Regions from separate parts of the Zea mays genome. Here region 1 is linked to region 2. Evidence: chromatin contacts called from public Hi-C data. All regions are on one chromosome and are shown on one strand. Each heading gives the region's core, a stretch centred on a gene start, on an enhancer-like site or on the middle of the called end of the contact. The rest is flanking DNA. Distances are from core to core; before and after follow the strand shown. Region 1 holds the start of LOC100381576. Region 2 holds the start of LOC100194220 (putative RING/U-box superfamily protein).

Region 1 (5,608 bases), core at 1,304-3,803, 140 kb after region 2:
CTGCAGAACAACAAATTGTCGATAAAAAACTACCATTCAAGGCACCAAGCTGCTTCCAGCTGCACAAAGCTCATACACAATAACTGAAGTAGTCACCTGCAAAGGCAAGGTACAGGAACCAATATCCCAAACTTTGAAAGTCTTGTGAGCTATCCTTTCCCGTGAACCAACTTCCCACACCGCAATGTCACCAACATTTGTTCCAACTGTTTAGGTCAGGAAACTGTAAATATAATGGACAGTTACCAAAGTAACAGTTCAATAATCAAGGGACATGTTTGCAGCGAGTACCTAAAAGAATGGTTTGTTGAACGGGGTGGAAATCCAGGCTCATAACATTAGAACCCTGATTAAGGGTACGAGAAACTTGTTTGGGAAGGTCTTCTTGTGTGTACATATTGGCAGGATGGCTTGCACCAGAGAAAGATACCTGTCATAGTTTCAATGAATCATAGCTTGTTTGATTATGTAAATTACAGAAAAAAAATGAGGTCAAACACAAATCAGTCTTGAGTTCGTCTAATACCTCATCTGGTTGTCCAACCCGCATTCTTTTCATGAGATGTTCTGAATCTGCAGATTGGTAATCAATACCAGGTGCACTTGTAGGGGTTCTAGGATGCTTTAGAAATGCCGCTGAGAGCAAACAGCCAGTTCAGAAAGGACCAAACACTGCAACCAGCAACAACCACCATTTATCAGAATTACTTTCAACATACCTGTGTTTGGAGCCTGAACGAGACCAGGTGGCCCTTGTGCAACAGCAGCATGAGGCAAAGAGGGGTTGGCATTTGTCATCCAACCTGCAATTGCGTTTGGAGATGGCGACACCACAGGTTGAAATGGCTGCAAGATCGATGCCATATAAGCAATCGATAGTCAGGATAAGTTAAATGGCCTAATTGTGACAATACTTACAGCATGAGCACCCATTGGTGGAAATCCAGCTGACTTAGGGATGGATCCAAGTGGACCATTGGCAGGTGGAGGTGCTCTTGCTCCATTGGTAGGAGCAGCACAAGAGTGATCAGTGAAGAGTGTCTTGATGTCAGGGTTTGGTCTGGGGTTCTTGCAAAGCTGATGTTGCCAGTTCAGACTGAAAGGCATTAGAAAGAAAACCCAGTTAGCCTCATCTTTTACATGCACGAAATGTGCTTCTGAAAGCATTGTTAGATTTGTAGGCATAACAAGTAGAGAAATCCCAATTGTGGCATTTATGGACATGACCTTACAATAAGAAAAGGGATGGTATCTGCTATAGCATAAGCATCTAAAGCTAGGGCCACTATAAAGAGACCATTTCTTTGCACATTGTCGATAAAAGCTGGTTACTTGGGATAAACAGGTAGAGATGTGCAAATCACATGAAACAATCCGAAAAGGAAGAACCATATCAAGAAGATTCTGTAGTGATGAACAACCAGAAGCAATAAAACTTCAACAAGACAAAAGAACAAAGGAAGCATTGACTACATTTAACTGACACCTTATCCATCATAATTACTAAGGGAACTCAAAGAAAGACATTATTTGGCACCAGAATAACCAGAAAGAAGATTTAAAAAATAGTAAACCTACACAAGTAGCAGTTACATAATTGAACTATTTGATTTATACCAATTGTGCACATAGAAAATTAAATGCTACCATACAATCTAATTAAATTTAGACCAAAGAACATCATAGAATTTATATTCACAAATCGTAACCTGATATTTTAAGGAAGTCTATATGTGTGACTAAACATATCAAAATCAAACAATCAACACCTTTGATTGATCAATGTGCGAAGTCTGGAAGCTTTGAATGGTGGGAAATTCAGCTTGTCCCGGAACAGAGGGTTTGCTTCAATGAGCTTTTTGAGCTCCAAAAGCATGATATTCCGGGCTGACTTTGTGTCCCCATACTTGGACAGCTGCTCATTTTGCCTGTTGATCATTAATACACAATCACATCCGCCCCGGCCCAATGCACTAAACATTTTTCTTCTGAACAGAAAGTTACCGAACCTGAAATTCTCCAAGGTCAGCAGCTGCGTTATCTCCTTGAACAGCTCCTCATTGAAGGAGGCGAATACCTTAAGATCCTTCACGAGAATCTCCACAGCCTTGGCTCTGTCATGCCTGTGACACCGACAGCAAATTCAGCAAAAAAAACAACCTTGACAACGACAAGGGACCAAGAGTAGCTTAGCGATGGGTCAGTCACCTATCAAGGGCCTCGAGGTACTTTTGCTTGCGGATCTCAAAGAAGATCTTCATGGAGTAGCGGTTGTCCTCCACCTTGGTGAAGCCGCTGAGGTACTTCTCCACCTCGTCCCACTCGCCGCCCTGCACGAGGTCCTCGAAGTGCTTCATGTTGAAGTAGAAGCCCGACTCCTGCTCCAACCTGCAGAGGCAACCGCAAAAGGGATCAGAAATCCAGCAAAGCAAGGCCTCGAAAAAAAGCCATTCATGGTCATGGCCTGCACTCACTTGTGGACCGTCTCTTTGAACTTCTCCTCGTCGAGGAACTGCAGGATGAGGAAAACCAGCTCCCTGCTAAGAGACGACATGGCTCCCCCGATCCCGGCCGGAGCCTCCAGCTCTCAAAAACCGGCCTAAACCTCGGGCCTTCCCGGCAGATCCCTCCCAAACCCCCCGCAAAAACCCGCTTCAAACCGCCCAAAAAGCGACAGCAGCAACTCAGCAAGCAAGCGGCTACACCGAGCTCAAAACCTTGCTCGGGAGCCCAGAGCCAGAACCCACGAACCAAGCAAACTCACGACCAGAGCACGGGCCTCGCCGCGCCCATCCCGCCGGGATCCCCGCCGATTCCGTCGGCGCGACCGCCGATCTGAAGCTGCCGACGCCGGCAGCTCGAATCCGGCCGCCAGGCGTCGCCTGCAGAGGGTCCCGCCTCAAACGCGCCGCCGTCGGCTAGGGTTCGGCCGCGCCGCCGCCTCCGTCTCCACGCCTCAGCAACAGCTGCCCGCGTTTCGCTTCTTTTATCTCGCTCGCTTAGTTTCTCTCTCCGAGAACTTCTCTCGCTCTCTGTTTTCTCCTCACCCGTTTCGGGGTTTTTCGGACCGCGTTTTATAGCCCCCTCGAGCAGTCTCTGCATATATAGCAACCCAGACAACCCGAGCAATTACGGTGACGCCCTCCTAGCAGCCACTATATTTACGCGTCTACCACTGTCGCATCAGGTCTCCAAGGGCAACCTCGTGATTTTTCTCGGGGAGGGCAGAAGCGGGAAAGCGGCGGTCGCGCGGTCGCTTGCCAGCCAGGGAGGGTTGTTTCCGTCATTCGGCGCATGGGAAGCGGAGCATCTGGGGGTGGCTGCGGGGCCCACGATGATCGTGGGGACGGTGAGGGGTAGAACGGTCATTTTGGGAGCCGGATACTGTAAGTTTTCCCTGCTGCCACGTCACCCTTCCTCGTACCCATTAAAATAACTCCTTTCTCTTGCCCGGTTTTCCTCCCTCTCTCCATCGCTTTCTGGCGCATCACCGGTTTCAATTTTTGAACGAGGCGGGTTTGTGGTAGGCGCACCCAGCACACCTACCCAGCTTTTCAGGCGTGTACTAAGTTTGATCATGACACGATATAGAATATGTTCTCTTTCTTAGATACTATAGCTTGCTGTTCCAGAAAAAATTGTATATATAGAAGATATACTTGGCTGAAAGATGTTGTGCTATGGATTAAATAGGTATCCAAATTGTTAAGATAAATTTCATATTTTAAAATAGATCATTTCTTATATTATCAAACACACTTATTATAAATAAGAATAAATTTTTGCATAAATTAATTTATACGATATTTGCTCTTGCAACAAAAAATGAAAAAATATATGTAATTGTATCCAAATTATATCCGAATTTTATATCTATTGTTTGAAAAAAATATGATAAATTTGATATTTATTTTTATGAATCTTCATAAGCTCAATGTTAAAAATAAAAATATAAATTTGCATAGCAGATTATATATCCTATTTATTCACAGTAAAAGAGAAAATACCAAAAAATGATGTTTGAATAAATATTTATTTTCATCCCAACTTGTGCATCTGCATACCATATTTCATCGGCTCAACGGTGAAATAATATCTTTTTGGCTACAAAAGTGTTTATTTATGTTAATGTACAGATCATCATATTGCAGATATATTTGTATCCGACACATGTATTTTCTCTAGTTGGCAATTGGTACTCTTTGAGAAGATTGCTTGAACACATGATGTTTTCATCATTAAAGCTAATGTTTTCAACCTCTATTATTTTTTTATCTTTGAGTATGTTGAGAGATGAGTAGCCAATTTAGGGCATGTACAACCCCATTAATTGAGGTGTCTCTTAAGGGGTTTCTAGAAAGTTAAGTGAAAAAACTCAAGATAAGAGCATGTCTCGTCATGACTTTCTATATTTATTGTCTCTTTACTATATTATGGTCTAGAGGCTTAGGGTTGTATTATGTAGTCTCTTACCTGTCTCTTTGATTTAGAAAACCGTTCTAGAGTCTCTAGGTTGTACATGGAAATGGGTGTCTACCATGAAAACCATGTATGTATATTGAGACTGATCTAAAATAGGAAGTACGAGAACATGGCATTCATATATGGTATAGCAATGCATTGAGGCTACCTTCTAAATCTGATTCTCATAAAAAATACTTGTTCTCTAATCGATGTTCGTAGCAGCCCTAACAAGACTTTGGTTGTTGACCATGCAGATAGTCATGGTATGGATACAAACTAGCTATTGTTTCATCCACAAGCTAACGCTAACGCCTAGTTTATTTCGGTGCCAGCATTACCACACACAAGAAAGCCAGCAGCGGCCAATTGGTTTGCACACACGTGCCAAATAAAACCACGGCGACATGTTGGTTCACACTACAATAACAGAAGCCATTTTCGGTGGCCATAAACCGCCAAAATGAGCCTTTCGGTAGCAGGTGCGACATCAGGAGAGAGGAGGGAGTGAGAAGGGAAGAGAGGAAAGAGAGAAGAAAGGGTGTTGTGTCACGTTAAAATTCATTATTTTTGGCAGCCGGAACGCATGCCGTCGAAAATAAGGTTATTTTGGGCGGCCATAGAACTTAGCCGCTAAAAATAACCTTATTTTTTGCGGCCAGTCGACCACTCACAACCTCCAAAAGTTACTTACTATTTTCGGCGACCAGGGTTCGGCCGCCAAAAATGGTGTGCAGTTTTTTGTGTCACGAGAGTTTTTGCCAAATAGCAGCTGAGAATGCTTTAGGGAGTATTCGAACGAGTCATAAACACTTCATAATTGCTATCTCGTAATGTTTTAGGTATAGAAAAATAGTTGGTGCATGATCATAAGTAGTAAGCTTGGCCATATCCTTGAACGGTCCTGTTAGAATGCTTTGATGCTACTAGACATGTAGGAAATAACTTATGGTAGCATCCCTAATGAATCATCAAGAGCTGACCATACATACAATCTGCGTCTAGATAGAACAATCTATTAGCTCACCCATAAGCTAAGGCTATAGTGGCGACTAACTAGTATATATATGCCCGCGTGTAGACTGTGGGCAAAACCATAACGCTCGGTTGGTTCCGTAGATTTTTTTAAACTAGCATTTTTCTAGAG
Region 2 (5,625 bases), core at 2,523-5,022:
TGATCAAAGTAGGAGAAGACAACAAGAAGTCATTTTCTTCAAATCACCTGCAAGCTGGACCTAGGATCTTTGGGCTGATTACCTCTAAATTAACCCAAAGATCGGGGGCTTGTGGGGGATAGATATCCCCCGGGTCCACTAAAAGAGTAAAAGACCTCACGAAAGGCCCAAGGGCCCAATAAATCGTAAGGTCATTCTTTCGTGGGCCTAGGGAGAGACAACCAGCAAAGCAGATCGACATGAAGCCGGATTGGTGCAAACCCGGATGACCCACAACGTCGAGCGAGCGACCACAACAGAGATCCGACTTTCCCACGCTGGAGCCCCCATGCAACGGAGCCATGCGAGGATAAGTCGGCAAAACTACAGGGAGATAAACTCAAACAGTTCACTATCTTTTAGCTACACGTTGTTATCATATCCACATGTATTGCCCCACGGTCGAATATATAAGGCCTAGGGGGCACCCCTTCAGAACGATCGACCCTATTACTTAGCCACCCACATCAACTCTCTGCATTCTCTAGTTCAGAGAGCTCTCTTGTAACCTTGTCCACCAAGCATACTCACCAGGACGTAGGGTGTTACGCATCTCTAAGCGGCCCAAACCTGTAAACCTTGTCCACTGTCCCTCGTGCAATCGACACGAACCATTTTGCTACAGTCGTCGATACCGTCCTACTCCTAAAAAACACCCTGAGGGGCAACCCCGGGTGTGCGGTCGGACCCAAAACACCGACAAACTCTAAACATAAGATTTTGGATACGACTAATGATGATATGCACCTACTTGTCATTTTGTTGACAACATTTGAAACAAATGATTTTGGATACGACCAATTATGCTACACACTTGTTTTTAATGCATATTTCTTTAGTATGTTTTTTTGCACTCACTCTATGATATGATCATTTCTCACCCTTATAGATGGTATGCAGAGACTTTGATATCATGTTTAAAGTTGTTGAATCAGACAAAAAATAAGGAAACATGTTTGATTCCTTATTTTTACACATCTGTCGGTTCTAAGAATATCCACGACACCCACAATTAAAGTCAAGTCAACCATAGATGCAATAATGGACATGGTTAGGGACACTCATTTTCCCTCTCCAACTTTCTTTCTCCCACCCTCCCACACTCTTTATCACTCATATTAATTCCATGCAACTAGAACACACACCATTAACAAGTAATAAGATTAGACATCCTCTTATTTGATCATAAGCATGCTGGTAACTAGTAATAAAATTAGTTGGAGCACATGCCTCATCATTGAAGGAAAAAAATAAATGAAATTAGGAGTTGTTTTTGGTTGGGTGAAGTACTTGAAGAAGAAAGAGGAGACCATAAACGTGGTTATGGGTGGTATTCTTGTCTGATGATGGGTGATGCAAAATGCTTGGGGTCAGAATTGGAGAGGGGCGCGTTGATGTCTTGTTGTACCAAACAATTTTACAAGGCCCATACACCCTCGTTGGTCGTGTACAAAAATGGGGGAGCTCAGGATAGGAACTCATCATTGAAAAACTTTATGCTACGTGTATGTCCTCCTCTTATCACATTGCTATTAGGATGAAAACTAGCATGTAAGCTCTGTCTTGTCAAGACGTTACTACATTAGAGATATACAAAAGCCTCGGCTTGTCGTGTTGCACTTATAACATGGGGGCTAGTAGTGAACTTGACGTTTGGATATGACTAATGATGCTACACACTTGCTTGTCGTGTTGTTGTTGAAACTCAAAACAAATGATTCTAGATATGATTAATGATGTTACGTACATGCTTGTCGTGTTGTTGTTGAAACTCAGAACAGAGGAATTTGGGTATGACGAATGATGCCACACACCTACTTGTCGTGTTCTTGTCATAACTTGAAAGAGGATTTTGGATACAACTAATGATGTTGGACATATTATTATAGTGTTGTTGTCGAAAGTAGAAACCAAAGGTTTTTGGGTATGATTAATGCTACCACGCACTTTCTTGTCGTGTCGTTGTCGAGACTTGACACAAATGATTTCATGTATGACTAATGATGATGTGCACCTGCTTGTCATGTTGTTGTCAAAACTCAAAACAAAGAATTTTAGGTATGACTAATGACGTTACTTATATGCTTGTCGTGTTGTTGTTGAAACTAGGAACAAAGAAATTTGGGTAAGACGAATGATGCTACACACCTACTTGTTATAACTCAAAAGAGAGGATTTTGGATACGGCTGATGATGTTGCATACCTTCCTATAATGTTCTTGTCGAAAGTAGAAACCAAAGGTTTTTGTGTTTGATTAATGATGCCACACACTTGCTTGTCGTGTTGTTGTCGAGACTTGACACAAATGATTTCGAGTATGACTAATGACATCTACGTACATGTTTGTCGTGTTGTTGTCGAAACTAAAAACAGAGGATTTAGGCACGACTAATGACGTTACTTCTATGCTTGTCATGTTGTTGTCGAAGCCAGAAACGGAGAATTTTCCAGTATGACTAATGACATCTACGTACATGTTTGTCGTGTTGTTGTCGAAACTCAAAACGAAGGATTATATGCACGAATAATGACGTTACTCATATGCTTGTCGTGTTGTTGTCGAGACCAGAAATAGAGAATTTCCCGGTATGGCTAATGATATCTAAGTACATGTTTGTCGTGTTGTTGTCGAAACTCAAACCAGAGGACTTTAGGCACGACTAATGATGTTACTTCTATGTTTGTCGTGTTGTTGTCGAGACCAGAAACCGAGAATTTTCCGGTATGACTAATGATATCTACTTATATGTTTGTCGTGTTGTTGTCGAAACTCAAAACAGAGGATTTTAGGCACGACCAATGACATTACTTCTATGCTTGTCATGTTGTTGTCAAAGCCAGAAACGGAGAATTTTATGATATGACTAATGATATCTACGTACACGTTTGTCGTGTTGTTGTCGAAACTCAAACCAGAGGACTTTAGACACGACTAATGATGTAACTTCTATGTTTGTCGTGTTGTTGTCGAGACTAGAAACGGAGAATTTCCGGTATGACTAATGACATCTACGTACATGTTTGTCGTGTTGTCGTCGAAACTCAAAATAGAGAATTTTAGGCACGACTAATGACGTTACTTCTATCCTTGTCGTGTTGTTGTCGAGATAAAAAACGGAGAATTTTCCAGTTTAACTAATGACATCTACGTACATGTTTGTCGTGTTGTTGTCGAGACCAGAAACGGAGAATTTCCGGTATGACTAATGGCATCTACGTACATGTTTGTCGGGTTGTGTCGTCGAAAGTCAAAACAAAGGATTTTAGGCACGACTAATGACGTTACTTCTATGATTGTCGTGTTGTTGTCGAGAACAAAAAACGGAGAATTTTTCGGTATGACTGATGGTATATACGTACATGTTTGTCGCTCGAAACCAGAAATGGAGGCTTAAGGGCACGACTAATGATTCTACTCATCTACTCGAAACCAGAATTTACCGTGCTGTACAGAGTATCTAGTCGGTGACTTTGCCATAGTTAAACCCTCTAGCGATCTATATTCATGCTCGCTCATTTTGGCGACGAAACGAGGAGGAAGCCTGCTCGCGCTACAACAAGCACCGAAGTATCTCTATCTCTAAGATATTATATCTCTAGATAGTATAAATATAATATCTGCCAAAATACCTTCTAATAATCAATGCGATCAAATCTTTTTTGATTCAAAAATAAATGATTTCCATGCTATAAAACGGGGGCACCAGCGGGCCTCAGGGCACCACCACCAAACACAAGAGAAGTAAAACCAAGTGTCAGTCTCTGACTCCCCCTCCCCCCCGGTTCCTCACTTTCTCCTGTGCCGTGGTCTTGACAGTCCGGGCCCACTCTCGAGTCTCCGACCGCATTGAACTCTGTAAGGAATACATAACTCAAATCCCATCGCTTCCATGTCGTTGGTTGCAAGTGGTGGAGCTTTGGGACATGTTTGAAATTTAGGGTTTCTTCATTAGGATTATTAGTTTGTGAATTGTGATCCTTCCTTTTTCGCTGAAGTGGTATCCCCAGTCTTGTTTCAGTTAATGTGCATTTTTTAGAAAAAAAAAGCAGGGGTAAAACTCTATTTTTTTAATAAAAATGATTCACTCCTGGAACCAGTTTCGGACGCTCCTCCCCACCGCTATCGCCGCTGATGGTGGGGCCTGAGAGAACCTCGGCCCTCCTCCGGCGCCGCCAAATTCCGGTGAAGTCTCCATAGGTTCGTGCCGGAGGTTCGATTTTGCTGGACCCCATTTGGATCCTGACCTCCGGCATTGTGCCATTCTCGGAGTAGGGGGAGGCTCGCTCGCTCTTCCTGTTTTTGACTGGTGTCTCGTCCATGGGTGGGGTCCTGCAGGTGTGTACTGTATTAATCATTTAATCGGCGCCAGAGCGACTGGGCGCCGCGCTGCTGCGACTGCGACTACGCGGGCATGGCGGGGAAGGAGGCGGCGGAGAGCAGCAGGGCCAGGAGGCGCATGGATCTGAACCTGTACGTGGGCCTCCCGCCGCTGTCGCCGCCTCGACTCTGGCTCGACACCTCGGCGCCTTCCCGAACGACGTGGGTGTCCCACTCGGGTCCCGGTGCCGCGCTGGACGCTCCAAGGACACGCGAGCCCGAGGAACCGCTCGCCCCGGCGGCGGCGGCGGCGGCGGCCTACTCGCCGTCGAACGCGCTCTTCGCCCCGGACCCGGAGGAGCACCCGGTGTTTGATCCCTTAGTGTACTCCTGGCTCGACGGCAGCGGTGAAGAGTACACCGATGCTCCTGCGCTGTCGGCGCCGGCTCCAACGCCGGTGGATGGTCATGGTGTCTCTGGGCCGCAGTTTCTGATGGCTGCCACTGGGCTGGACGGGGACGATCTTGCGGTACCAAGGCCTGTGCACCCTAGCCGGGTGGCGGCGGCTGCTGCTGCTGCTGGTGGACTGGAGATGGTCGGCACGAGCGTACTTGGGCAGTCCACTCAAGGTGCGACTGCAAGTGAAGCAGGGGAGCTCCGGTTCCTGAGGGCGATACGGATCAGCCAGCAGCACAACATCGTGAGGTCAGGACCAGCGAGCCACACTCAAGTGGCAGCTAGCACGGATGCGGGTAGCCTGGTCATGGCAATGCAACACACACAAAGCGCTTTCGAAGCAGCAGCAGATCCGGATGGCGGCGGCGACAAGGTGCGTGGAAGCGACGCCGCAGAGAAGGACGGGTCCTGTGACTGCAACTGCGACTCCAGCTTCGAGTGCAACATCTGCCTCGAGCGGGCCAAGCAGCCGGTGGTCACGTCCTGCGGCCACCTCTTCTGCTGGCCGTGCCTGTACCGGTGGCTGCACGCGCAGTCGCCCTTCTGCGACTGCCCCGTCTGCAAGGGCGAGGTGTTGCTAACGAGCATCACACCGATCTACGGGAGAGGCGGCGACGAAGAAGGGGACTCCGGCTCCTCCGCCGTCCCCGACCTGCCGCCCAGGCCGCAAGCGAACCGGAGGGACAGCCTGAGGCAGCAGCTGCAGACGGCGACGGACGCCAGAGGGATCGCCGCGGTGCTGAGGGAGATGATCCAGAACCAGGGCATCGTGACCTCGGTTCCCGCAGGCCGGCAACGGGCTGGTAGCGCT

What was found. Hi-C and Micro-C count contacts between places; a contact is called where the count stands out from the background.
Region 1: a Hi-C map of leaf shows a contact between it and region 2, with 4 times the contacts expected there. The contact joins the promoter of LOC100381576 here to the promoter of LOC100194220 in region 2. A contact is called at or near these places in 19 of 25 Hi-C or Micro-C datasets (bundle sheath, ear, endosperm and 5 more) and 2 of 3 datasets of contacts at active chromatin or transcription factors (leaf and seedling).

The regions. Positions count from the first base shown.
Region 1 is chr10:77,878,686-77,884,293 of Zm-B73-REFERENCE-NAM-5.0, forward strand. LOC100381576 reads right to left here and starts at 2,554. Exons shown (of 25, transcript NM_001174401.2): 1 at 2,475-2,554; 2 at 2,209-2,388; 3 at 2,010-2,123; 4 at 1,770-1,928; 5 at 919-1,096; 6 at 720-846; 7 at 527-636; 8 at 292-430; 9 at 97-206. The coding sequence starts at 2,554.
Region 2 is chr10:77,737,033-77,742,657 of Zm-B73-REFERENCE-NAM-5.0, forward strand. LOC100194220 (putative RING/U-box superfamily protein) reads left to right here and starts at 3,773. Exons shown (of 2, transcript NM_001139261.1): 1 at 3,773-3,896; 2 at 4,377-5,625. The coding sequence starts at 4,453.